3 separate regions of the Mus musculus genome follow, and all the other regions are linked to region 3. Evidence: chromatin contacts called from public Hi-C and HiChIP or PLAC-seq data. All regions are on one chromosome and are shown on one strand. The core of a region is the stretch at or near the end of the contact, and the rest is flanking DNA. Distances in the headings are between cores, read along the strand shown. Region 1 overlaps Atp10a (ATPase, class V, type 10A). Region 2 overlaps Atp10a (ATPase, class V, type 10A). Region 3 has its middle 31 kb from the start of Atp10a.

The links. A called contact is a pair of places that touch in the nucleus more often than the background predicts. HiChIP or PLAC-seq counts read pairs in DNA pulled down with a chosen protein or histone mark.
Region 1: a contact with region 3 is called in a BATF HiChIP or PLAC-seq map of CD8 T cells, with 8 read pairs. The contact joins two enhancer-like sites. A contact is called at or near these places in 2 of 15 datasets of contacts at CTCF or cohesin (CD8 T cells and the NIH/3T3 cell line), 8 of 484 Hi-C or Micro-C datasets (the HL-1 cell line, embryonic fibroblasts, embryonic stem cells and 4 more) and 3 of 115 datasets of contacts at active chromatin or transcription factors (the 230-238 cell line, CD8 T cells and fibro-adipogenic progenitors).
Region 2: a contact with region 3 is called in a Hi-C map of hematopoietic stem cells, with 6 times the contacts expected there. The contact joins two enhancer-like sites. A contact is called at or near these places in 2 of 15 datasets of contacts at CTCF or cohesin (CD8 T cells and the NIH/3T3 cell line), 2 of 484 Hi-C or Micro-C datasets (cerebral cortex and hematopoietic stem cells) and 2 of 115 datasets of contacts at active chromatin or transcription factors (CD8 T cells and fibro-adipogenic progenitors).

Annotation. Positions count from the first base shown.
Region 1 is chr7:58,749,196-58,753,463 of GRCm38.p6, reverse strand. The region is part of intron 2 of Atp10a (ATPase, class V, type 10A); the gene reads right to left. Among named protein-coding and RNA genes, the nearest start is that of Gm39019, 20 kb to the right of the region's middle. Within about 2 kb of position 3,018, at least 98 of the 459 cell types and tissues checked have an H3K27ac peak or open chromatin away from gene starts, as enhancers often do. A contact at or near this core is called in CD8 T cells, granulocyte-monocyte progenitors, muscle stem cells and 1 more, where this site is marked.
Region 2 is chr7:58,714,077-58,718,072 of GRCm38.p6, reverse strand. The region is part of intron 1 of Atp10a (ATPase, class V, type 10A); the gene reads right to left. The region is part of intron 2 of Gm39019 (a long non-coding RNA gene); the gene reads left to right. Among named protein-coding and RNA genes, the nearest start is that of Gm39019, 15 kb to the left of the region's middle. Within about 2 kb of position 1,267, at least 20 of the 459 cell types and tissues checked have an H3K27ac peak or open chromatin away from gene starts, as enhancers often do. A contact at or near this core is called in hematopoietic stem cells, where this site is marked.
Region 3 is chr7:58,625,042-58,629,258 of GRCm38.p6, reverse strand. No RefSeq gene overlaps it. Among named protein-coding and RNA genes, the nearest start is that of Atp10a, 31 kb to the left of the region's middle. Within about 2 kb of position 2,313, at least 107 of the 459 cell types and tissues checked have an H3K27ac peak or open chromatin away from gene starts, as enhancers often do. A contact at or near this core is called in CD8 T cells, granulocyte-monocyte progenitors, hematopoietic stem cells and 2 more, where this site is marked.

The DNA.
Region 1 (4,268 bases), core at 1,769-4,268, 120 kb before region 3:
ATCTCTGTGGTGTAAGTGTAGGCCAGGAGCTCAAGGCCTCTAGTTTTTTGATGTTTTGGTCTCAGCATTATAAGAAGGCTTTGGTCTGATTCCATTCTGCCTAACAACTCAGGTTTCTTACCTCAAGCAAAAAGAGTTTGGCCTTTGATTTTTGTTTTTTCAGTGTCTACTACAGGACTACCTTCTAAAGTGCTCAAGAATCTGAGAGAGGGAAGAAACCTTTTAGAGCTATATGTAGACATGGGCCACTTTAGCCTACTTCTAGATGCTCCTATCCTCCTCCCACTCTCCCCCCACACCAGCCCTGCTCTGTCAACTTCTCAGGCTAGCAAGAGAGACGAAAGGGGGGAATAAAATGCACAGCAGGGGCCATCGCTTTCTCCAAACCACAGCCACATCACCATAAAGTCTGAAGAGCCCCAATGCATACCATTGTTCAGTGTGGGCTCTCGTACACTATAGGTCTTTCTATAGCAGAGCAGCTACTTCTCATCCTACTCTGTCCAAATGACAGCTACATTTACCTTTCCTGAATATGTATTGTGCTGTGCACAGGTCATATGGAGCACCTCAACCATCCAATCCCCTTCAACCTCAAAAGGTCTCCTTATGGACCCCGTCCCATGTGTGTTAGGAAGGAAGCCCAGCTTCCACATCTGTCACGGAAGCAGACTCCTGGAGCTCAGGCTCCATTCATTATCCTGCAATCCTGGAGCTCACTCTGTGTGCTTAACTGCAAAGGGTCACAATGCCTCTGCCAAACCACTAGGAGAACAGCTAGGTTGGGGATCAGAGCTGTCACTTAGTGAGGCATCAAGTCACAATGCATCAACCAAAGAAAAGTATTTCAGAAATAATCTAGCAAGGGTTTTGTCAATATTCCAATTTAGTGCAGACTCCCTTTCAAACCAACGGCCCCTAAGTGAGCCCCATAGTGTAGTATTGTGTGTAAAGATATGTATATGCATAGACATTTTGCTCTTCCTGGATTCTCGGCACGCATAGGTTCTCCTTAGGCTGTTTTCTTTGTGCACGGTAATCAAATAACCTGCCATTTGCTCTGGTCTAGGGATCCATTCCTCTATTTCACCAGAGAGCTCAAAGTGTGTCTTTCTAGTGAAATTCTTGAGCCAGAGTTCCAAGGTCAGAGCTATTATTTAGGAATGACATCCTGGCAGCTGCTGCTGCAAAGCATGGACTGCAGAGACTGAGACTACACAGCGTAATGTAGCAGCTTGGGAAGGCAACGGAAGGAGCCAAGCTTTTGTGTTCAAACTGCAGGACAGGCCAGACACAGCGTGTGTGTGTGTGTATGAAATAACGCAGGTAGGAAGCAGAAGGCACATGAGGTAGACAGTCTCTGGAGCCTCAATGCTGGGCTTGCTGTGTGACTAAAAAGTGAGACCTCTCTAAACCTAGATCCTCGCTCGGAAGACAAAGAAGCAACCACACAGTGCTTCAAGCATGGACCCTTTAGAACCCAGGGAAATCTTAGGACATGACCTACCTCACAATAGTGGGTCAAAAGGTCTATTCTACTATTACTCTGTATTAGTCAGGTTTCTCTAGAGTCACAGAATTTATGGATAGTCTCTAAATAGTAAAGGAATTTATTGATGACTTACAGTTGGCAGCCCAATTCCCAACAATGGTTCAGTCGCAGCTGTGAATGGAAGTCTAGCAGATACTCAGTCTCACGCAGCAAGCAGGCGAAGGAGCAAGAGCAGGCTCATTGAGTCCTGCTACATGGACTCAATAAGCCTGCTGGGTCCTGGTGAGGATCACGTTCTGATTGCACTAGCAGTAGCTCGTGTGTACAGGTAAACAGTGGCCACCATTTCAGGGAACGTGTACCTGAACACACAGGGTCAGAGAGACTTCAGAGGCAGGACTGAGCTTGATCGGGAAGTGACTAGACCACTAATAAAACGCTGTCAGTCAAGACCCAGCCCAGGAGAGTGGAGAGAGGTCAGAACTAAACCTTTCCCAGTGCTCGTGCCACAGTTAACTGAGGACATTGGGTGGACAGTGCAATCAGAGGAAAATTGTTCCCTTTGCTTAAAACAGTGCTCATGCTTTCTGATGCAGTTATTTCACAGATGCAGTCTTAGAAATACAGGCTTATAATGCGGCAGAAAAGCAGGGGCCCAAGCCATAGATGTGCCCCACTCCTCCAGTCCAGCAGCACCCTGCCCACCTCCAACACAAGGTCAGGCTTCTAAACGGACTCTCAGCAGATCTGTGCTTGCTATTTTTTCATTAACTGTGGGAACAAAGCAAACCAAGGCCCGGCTCTTTTTGTAATGTAAAACAAACACCAACTTGGGAAACACAAGATATCTCTTCCAGTGGAAATTAGTCTTCCCTCAAGGAAATCCTATAATAAAAAGTATATTCTAGCCAGGGGTTGAAAGGTGTTCTTTCACTATTTCTACAGAAAAAAAAAAAAAAGAAAAAAAAAAAACAAAAAACTTGAGGAAAAAGATTCTTCTGTCTTGGCAACTAATAGCTTGACATTTAACACATCTCTAAAAACAAACAAACAAATAAATCCATGTAGCACAAGTTCTGAATATTGTTCCATCACAGATTCTGGCTCCTTATGATGCCCTGTCATTCCCAGATTTTAGTAATTAGCACATTAATACACAGACAGTCAGCTTTCTGGAAGAATGGAGCCATATATTACTGAGCCAAGGTTCTCTTCTACTATTGCTGATTTTTCCGGCCGGAAATTCATCAAGAAAAGGCACTTTCCACCTCTGGGAGCAGAGTGAGCTTGAATGAGCTCATGGAGATGACCAATGTGACTGACACTGCACATGGAGTAAAGTTCCCTCTGAAAATACACTGATGGTTGAATTGTGCCTCTTTCAAAGTCCTATGCAGAACTACCAAATATGACTGTATACATGGAACAAGCCTTTGAAGATGTGAGTTAAAATGGAGTGTTAGAGTAGGCCCTGACCCATTGTGACTGTCTCCTTATAAAGACAGGAGATGAGGTCACAGAGGAAAGAACCAGTGAAGACTAAAGAAATGGCTACCCACAAACTGAAGAGAGCAGCTCAGATGGAGCCAACCCTACCAAGCCCTAGCCAACCCTACCTTGACCCCTAACGTCCAGTCTCCAGGACTGAGAAAATAAATTCAGGTTTAAGTTCCAGAATGTGTAATTCTTGATTTTAGTAGTCTAAAATATGTGTGTAGGAGACCTCAGCTATGCTGCCCATAACTAGAGCTGTAAAAACCCTTAGATCTGGCAGCTGAAACACGTCAGCAGGTGTCTCTACTCCTAGCTCCTCCAGACCGAAAGTGAAAATGAGCAGAGATGACTGAGCAGTGCTGGGCCCTGCGGTCTAGAAGCTGGGATATGAGCCAAGAGTATCATTCATACCTTCATATGAGGCATCACTTTCTCTTGGCAAGACACAAGCTGCCTTTCTCCTCCATTCCGCTGGACATTTTCTGTTAAGACTTAACGGGTGAGTTTCTATGTTGCTTAGTCTATGTTGAAAGAGTTGGCAGCACTTAGGTTCCAGAGGACCAAAATGTACAATAGTCTTGAAGTCATTAGCACAAGAAAAGACTTCCTGAACAGAATTCCATTCGCATATGTACTCAGATCAACAGTTAATGTGTTAGTGAAACTAAAAAGCTACGTACACCAAAGGACACCACCATTCAAAGGTACAGGCTACACATTTTTTACCAACTCCACCTTCTACAGAGGATCAATATCCAAAATATATAAAGAACTCAAAAAAAAAAAAACCTGAACATCAAGAAAACAACCAAATTTAAAAATAGTGTATAGATCTAAACAGAAATCTCAAAAGGAGAAATTCAAATGACTGAGAAACCCTTAAAGAAATGGTTAACATCGTTGGTCATCAGGGAAGTGTAAATCAAAACACTTTTGAGATTTCATCTCACATCAGACAGAATGGCCAAGATCAATATAAGAAATAGCAAGTCATGCAGGCAGCAATGTAGAGTAAGGAGAGTATTCATCCAAACTTGTACAGCAACTAGGGAACTCAGGCTGGAGGTTCCTCTGGAAGCTGGGAAAGGGTTTACCTCAAGATCCAGCCATACTACTCTTGAGTATATACTCAAAGGAACTTTCATTCTGTTGCAAAAAACACTTGCTCAACCATGGTTTCCTTTTGGTTTTTGTTTTTTTTTTTTTTTTAACTTTTTGTTTTGTTTTGTTTTTTTGTGGCTCTCCTCATAATAGCTAGAAACTAGAAGAAAACTAGATGTCC
Region 2 (3,996 bases), core at 18-2,517, 90 kb before region 3:
GGTCACTGTGCCTAAAATGAACCATTAGCAGAACTTACCTATATCTATACTGTACACTTTGAGGAGACGTGGCTGATGCCTGCTGGAGGGCACTGTGTTAATGCAGTTTCCCAGGACCCAACTTTAACCTGATATTACACCATATTGCATTAGCTATTGCTATAAGTCTTCCAGGAATAATTTAATATACACATATGAAACTTCAGCATGTAGATTTGGGTACCTAAAGTTGAAATCAGGGGCCCTGAAACAAACCCTACAGATACTGAGAAACATCGGCCTTAAAAGAAAAACACTGACTCCAAGCTTAAAAATTGAAGGCCAAATAAGATCAAATTCATTAATATGTGAAGATTATTGGACATTTCACAGTATGCTCCATTCGAACAAGGACCTACATTCACTTTAAAAAGAGAGAGAAGGGACACACTCATAGTGTGACCGCTCATATCTACAATCCCAGCACTCAGGAGCTGAGGAAGGTAGGTCTTGCACTTAAGATTAGTCTGAGCTACATTGCAAGTTCTAGACCCACCTGGACTACATAATGGAACAAAGTCCAGAAAAAACTAGGAAAGCAAAAGGTAGGAGGAGCCAGGCAGTGGTGGCGCATGCCTTTAATCCCAGCACTTTGGAGGCAGAAGCAGGAGGATTTCTGAGTTCAAGGCCAGCTTGGTCTACAAAGTGAGATCCAGGTCAGCCAGGGCTACACAAAGAAACCCTGTCTCAAAAAACAAAAAAAAAAAAAAAAGCTAGAAGAGCATCCCTGTAATCTCTACAATCTCCCTAGATTTTGGGGAGATGAGAACTTGGAACTAGAAGCAATGAACATTTTCCAAAACAGTTTCCCCAATCAACTTATCATAATCGTAAGAAGAAGCCCCTGATACAAACAGCATACAGAAGACACTGCCCCATGGTGGAACATTATTAAATTTTTTAAAGGAAAAGAACATGTAGAGTAAGTATAACATCTTACTCTCACATATGACAAACACATCAGTGGTCTGAGAAGATGTTCCTTCTAATCGAGCTTTGTCCCCATGAACAATAATCACAGCTCTTAATTCTGCAAATGACAGTAACAGGAAGCCTTCCTGCATATTAAAAGTGTTCTCCAGTCCTAAGGCCCATTCTCATGTGGCCTTTGCTTACATCACTGTGGCAGACAGCTTAAGCGATTGCTTCAGCACAACCCACAGCTGTCCTCCAGTTGAGCTCAGTTCCCAGGTGGGAAGACAGTCCACATACGTGACCACTACATGCTATTACATCACCGCTCTCACCCACTAGGTTACCAGCCAGAATCTCTACTCCAGTTACATGACAAATACTGTGCCACTTTGAGGGAAATTTGCAGAACTTCCTGAATGTAGAAGGCTGAGCTTCACCTCAGTACTCAAGTCACAACAGACTTTCCCAGGCTTAGAAAGGATCCCCAACATAACTGTGAGGACATGAAACTCTCCAGTTGGACAGTAAAACACAGTAGGAATAAGAGACCATAAGGCTCTAGGTAGGCAGCCTTGGGAAGGGGGCTCTGGATGGCTACAGTTTCCTCTATACTCTGCAGTCGCTTCCAGGCTGCTTGGTGGATGGTGTGGACAGAGAAGAATAAGAAAAAGTCAATGTAAGGAGGGAAAGGGTCCAGAAGATACCAGGTGGAAAAGAGCCAGAGAGATGGGCCTGGGAGAGAGCTCGTGCCTAGGAGGTGATGCTTCAGAGAGATTTGGTGGGGGTCGGGGAATGGAAAGCATGCTTTTTGTTCTTATTTTCCTCAGGAATGCATTTCCTTTTAAAAACCAAAGAAAAAACTCACACGACGTGTCAAAGATTAACTGACGAAACCCATGCACTTCATCAGAAAGTTGCTGTGAGCTTTTAAGAATGAACATGTAGGACATTTATACAAGAATGACTTTTCCTTTTTTGTGTGTCTGTGCAATAAAGCCCATTTAAAGTAATACATAAATTATATTTGTGCTTTAACTGCTTCATTTTTATTTCATTTTCATTTTCTACTGGGGAAAACTCCAGAGTCCTTCTCATTCCATATGTGCAGTTTGTGCCTGAGAGTAGGTTTCCCAGCAAGGAAAGCTGGCCAGGAGGGGCCTCCATACCACACTCCTTCTGTAATCCTAGGAATGACACCATGTAACTAAAGAAGGCTTCCTGCCAAAGACCCCAAATATAGGACCAATGAGATACAGAAAGAAAAGAGAAGAAAGAAGAAAGAAAAAATGAAAAACCAGATGGCCCCCTTTCCTGTGGGATTTCCTCTCAGTTTCACCTCTGCACTACAGCCACCCAGGTGATAATAACAGGGCTGATCATCCAAAGGGGAAGTTGAGCTTCTCCACCAAGGCAAGCTGTCTTGTGATTGCCCACGCTGGGGAATACAAACACTTCAGTCAAGACAAGCCTGACAAACTGTCTGAGCAGAAGAAATTAATCCCAAGGTTGTTTCTTCCTTTTTTATAACACCCAAAAGAGTGGCATTTATTTTGGGGACTTGCCTTAAAAGTCAGCATTATCCAAAGGGACTGTAACAAAGTCACAATTTGGCAGAGTGCTTAGCATCTGCCTGGCCCTCAGTTCAAGTCCCAAGGCACACAAATAGAAAAATCCGATCATAAGATGAGAGAACACTGCTGAGCGTTCCCTTATCATCCTCTACAGTGCACAGCAATGTGAGGGAAGAAATGGTAACAGAAGGAAAGGAATCCTCAAAGATCTTCCACACCCCAAACCTTTCTGTGTGATCTGCTGCCAGATAATCCAAAAACCTGGATCCTAGTCACTTCATAGTGCAGCTGTTTGCTATAATAGGCAATGGAGTTGCTGCGGATAGGTACCACAGCAGAAGTCCCCAAGCTCAGAGAAGCTTCCTACCACCACCGCCACCACCCACAAAGGAACTGGAGGTGGCTGCAATGCTCAGCCTATACACTGCATCCAGTCTGAGGCCAGGCATGGTCCGATGCTTTTACCTGTCTCTTACGTCATTTTTTACATCTGAGATATTCTAGGAAATGATTTTTGTGTACTTGCTTTCAAAACATAGTGATGCCTGTAGGGGTCTGGATACACTGACTGTTCTGAAAACGCTAAAAGTTCTCCTTGATGGATGGCTGGCAAAAGCAAGCCGTAGCCAAACAAACCTCAAATCGTGGGTCCAATAGGGTTTTCCTCGTCACTGCCTTTAATAGCCACAAAATCTTTGGGATGTGTTCGTACCAAATGGTACACACAGAGTAAGCAGTTCCAACCACAGGAACAGACAAGGGATGACGTCATTCTGAATCTATGAAAGTCCAGTGGTAAGCATCGAAGTGAGGGAGAGGAGAGTGTGGGAAAACACAGTAAATTCCATGAGTGCTAAATGGCAGTCACTCTGCATCCTCCCTGCTACCTACAGCATCACTATTCATGGCAGGCAGTGCAGGAGTGGTACCCAGACCTCTGACACTAACAAGCCCAGTAAGCTGTGCTTTCAAACCTGGTTTTAATACGTTTTATTTATTTATATGGGGAGAGGGGCATGGATGTGCCACAATGTGCATGTAAAGGTCAATACAAACTGCAGGAGTAAACTCTCCCCTTCCACGGTATCCCAAGGGTCACATTCTGGTCATCAGGTGTACTGACAAGAACCTTGACACACTGAGCCCCAACCTGGACCTGTTAAAAGGGTCTGGAATTGTATCATCAGGCAGAACTCACAGTCTTCCATCCTGCCTAGAGGAAGTCATGGCAAGAATTTCTGTCATGGTATTTATTAAAGCACATAAATACTTGTAAGTTATCTTTACAACAATAGGCTCATGCCAACCATAACTCACTGAGAAGCAGACAAGCTCAAGGATGTACCCTGTCCAAATCCAGAAGACTCTCCTAGGTGGAATGGGGACATTATAGGGTATCATAGCCTGTAAAACATACAGGAACCTCTGAGACAGAAGCAATCTTTTCTTACAGACTGGAACTTGCCACCAA
Region 3 (4,217 bases), core at 1,064-3,563:
ATTATGTAGAAGCATGTTTCCTCTGTCCCTGGTGTCTCCACAACTTTTGTCATGAAGGAATGTGAAATTTTTCTCAAAGTCTTCCTGTGTATCTATTTAGATAATGGTGTGATTTATGTTTTTGCATCCATTTATGTGATAAATTAAATATACTTAACCATTCCTGCATTTTTCTTGGTCTTGATGAATGGTCTCTTTGATGTGATCTTGAGCTAGGTTTGCATTTTATTGAAACTTTTTGTATCTGTGTTCATCTGGCAGAGCAGTCTGTAATTTTCTTTATTTGCTGTGTCTTTATCTGGTTTTAGTACCAGAGTAATACTGAATTCATGAATGGAGTTTAAAAGTCTTCCTCTTTTTTCCATTTTGTGGAATTTTTTGAATAATACTGGTGTTAGTGCTTCATTGAAATGCTAATAAAATTCTGCAGTGGATCCACCTGGTCCTGGGCTTTTATTGTTGGGAGACTTTTTAACTACTGTTTTAAGCTTGTTGCTGGTTATGAATATGTTTAATATTTTTGGTTACTCTAGGTTTAATTTTCTCATGTTACATTCATCTGGAGAAATTCATTGATCTCTTCTAGATTTTCCAAGTTAGATGGAGTATAAGAGTTTGAGGTTTAGAGGATAGGGTATGAAGAAGACCTGAGGCTTGATCCCTTGAAGCAGCCAACCGCTAGGAAATTTGGATCAATGAAAAAGACAGGAAAGTGGTCAATAAGGAGGCCTGCTGCCCAAGTTCTACAGAATTGAGTGTGGCAAGTGCTGCCCTTGGGTAGAAAGAAAGCAGGTCTTATCATGTTGCCCGAGTCTGTTTGTATATCTTTAATGTATACAAGTACAGACAGAGTCAGATAGTGCCAGTTTTATTTTTGAGTAGACAGAAAATTCCTGCAGCATGCGGGAAGTGCTGCGGCATTTTGCTTCTCTTGAGCTCAGGAAGGAAACGAAGCTTTAGGAAGTAGAAAATGAGACCTGGAGACATGGTCAGTGGTAGATTAGTTGGCTGCCAATGAAAGGCTCTGAGTTTGATTCCTAGGACTGGGGTGTGGTCAGGGAGTGTGTGGAAGCACAATCTGAAGTGTTTGTTATTCTGATGGACTATGAGCCATGGATGTCTTTGTAGGAACTGGTGATACAACTACATGCTATTTTTAGGTAACTTAACCTTCAATATATTAATAACACCTTTCAGTTTCTCTAATATTATTTATCAGTGCAAACTATTGTTTTTAACAAATACATTTTAGAGTAGTTTTATATTTGTAGTGAAATTGAAAGAAAGGTGCAATATCCCTATGTACCCTTTGCCCCTGTGTGCATTGCCCTACCTCAATCAGAGTATAGGTAATCATAGGTAATCACTTGCTTTTGCCTTATTATCACTTAAAATCTCTGTGCTTAGGTTTCACTCTTGGTGCGCACTCCATGGATTTGAACTAATGTATGATGGGAAGTACTTATCCTTACAATATTTAATTGTCTTTCTCTGCTGACACTTCTCTGATCCTCCAATTCACCCTTCCTTCCCATTAACCCACAGCAACCATTGAGCTTTCCTCTCCCTCCTTTCCCTCTCTCCCTCCTTGTCCTGCTTCCTTCTTTCTCTCTCACCTTTTCATCTTTTTCTAACATTAGGAATTCAGTCCAGGATCTCACATGGTGCTGGACAAATGCCCTATGACTAAGTCACATCCCAGCTCCTGATTTTTTTCTTGTCTCCACGGATTTATGTTTTCAAGAATGCTACATTCCTAATTCTTTTTTTTTTATTCACTGACATACATTTGCATTTCTCTCATACCTTCTCATATCTCATTGCTTTTTAGAACTGAATAATATTTCATTCTATCAATGTACCACAGTTTATATACCCACTCACATGAATAGTTGTGAATGCATGCTTTCATTAAAATTTTTTGGATGGGAGGTTATGATTACTTTCCAGTGCTGGGGGATGGAGCTATGTTTGAGATGAATGAAGAAACTGAACAGCTCTTGGAATTACTCAACTTCCCCACGTGGTGCTAGCTATTAGCCCAGAGCAGCGAGAAACAAACAAACAAACAAAGAAACAAACAAACAAACGACCTTGGGCTTTTGCAATTCTGAAAAGAGAGATAATCAGAACACAGGCATTTCTCTGCAGTTGCTTCAGGCTGCCAGGGACTGCAGCAGTTCTGGTGGATGCAGCCAACTCAAGTCTGAAGGGCAGCCAGAGTCAGACATTTGAAAAGTGGGAAAGCATTGCGATGGTAACAAAATATTTCTCTGTAAAGGGGCCAGGCAGAAGTCTTACCGCAATGACTTTTAGACTTAGAAACCCTCAGAGCTTTCTCAATAGAGGGCTGTCCCACGCTGGTGAGAGGCTCAGGCCACTCTTCAGATCTTTGTGTCAATGAATAAGAACATAACTTTCTCTGAGGGTGATCTCCCTGGGGAGAGATTATATGCAGTACTTATGATTTCATTACAACAGTTTTAAAATAAATACAGTCAGGAGAATAACAACCACTCCCAGATTCCCTTAGGCTCTTACCGTTTCAGGGTGCCCATGGTACGCTCCACCGGTTTCCTGTAAGTTTACGTGTGAGTTATTTTTGGTCTTTTGCTGCAGTGAATAAACACCCCACCTACATATTTTCATATTTTTACAAGTAGATCTGTAAGCTAGGTTCTTGGAAGTATGATTTTAGGACCGTGAGTAAACAGTGTGATTTTGCTTGGTATTGTCCAGTTGTTCTCTGTCACAGTGCCGCCAGCATCTGTTCCTTTGGCTCAGTGTGGCTTTTCATCAATAGTTTTTATGTTTGTCATCCTAGCAGATGTGAAATGCTGTCTCAGTAGTGCATTGGCTTGTGTTTTTTCTATTTATGTGAGGTGAATTACCTTTTCCTAAGATTAAAATTATGTGTATTTTTTTCCTGTAAGGTGATATATACTCAAAAATCAGTTTTCTATTGTTAGTCTTTTCTTTTAGTGGTTCTAATTTTCAAAATTTGAGTCAAACTTAGACTACTTTCATTCAAACTTAAGATATTTTCTTTTGCTGGAAGATAAAGAGATTTAGTTCAGTCTTCTATGTTTAAACTTCCGTTATAATCATATTATACAGCTCTCTGTATCAGCCAGTTTTATCTCTGTAGATCCAATCAACCCTCTCCACTGCTCCTTAACCCTTCTATCCTGGCAATGTTCTCATTTTACTTTCCTGGTCTCTGTAGTAATTAGGGGCAGTGTACTACATAGTTACTTTAGGCTGTGTGCTTGCATCTGACGATTTGGATCTGGGAGCCTTGAATACAAGAGAACATGCTGTGTTTGCTTCTCTGGGCTGGGTTACCTCACTCAATGTGATCTTTTTTGTTCTACTCATTTACCTGCAAAGTTCATGATTTCACTTTTGTTTACACCTAAATATCCCATAGTGCTTATATACTACATTTCAGGTGTGTGTGTGTGTGTGTGTGTGTGTGTGTGTGTGTGTGTGTAGCCCTAGCTATCTTGAAACTCACTCCATTAACCAGGTAGCCTTGAAATCAGAGATCCATCTACCTCTACCTCCTAAATACTGGGATTAAAGGTTTATGCCACCACACCCAGCTCAGGCACAATAAATTGTTGGCTTTAATTCTTAGCAAGCAGAGTCCTACTCAGAAAGTCCTTTCTTAAACCTATACCACCTATCTATGCTTTCTTTTAACAATTTCAGCTTTAGGTTTCATGTATAGGTCTTTGATCCATTTGGAGTTAGTTGGGCAATACATACAGGTCTAGTTTCATTCTTCTGCATGTGAGCATCCACTTTTTCCAGAACCATTTGTTGAAGATTCTTTCTTTTCCTCAGCTTCCGTTCTTGGTGTCTTGGTTTGATACCAAGCAGCAGAAGCTATGTGTGCTCCTGTTTGGGTCTTTGATTTGTTCTATTGGTTAACATTGTTTAGTTACAAGGCACTGAGGTGCATATTTAACATACCAAAGCAGACCTAGTATCCAGGTTCTCCTAGCATCTTTCAGTCCTATTTAGCATACCCTGCCCCCAACCCTTAACTTTGCAGCCCAGGTGCTGGTCTACACTTCCCCATGAGATTCCTCCCTATATAACCCAGGGAGTTTTTGTGCTCTCCTCCTCCTCCTCCCTCCTTCTTCATCCTCCTCCTCCCCCTCCTTCTTCATCCTCCTCCTCCCCCCTCCTTCTTCATCCTCCTCCTCCTC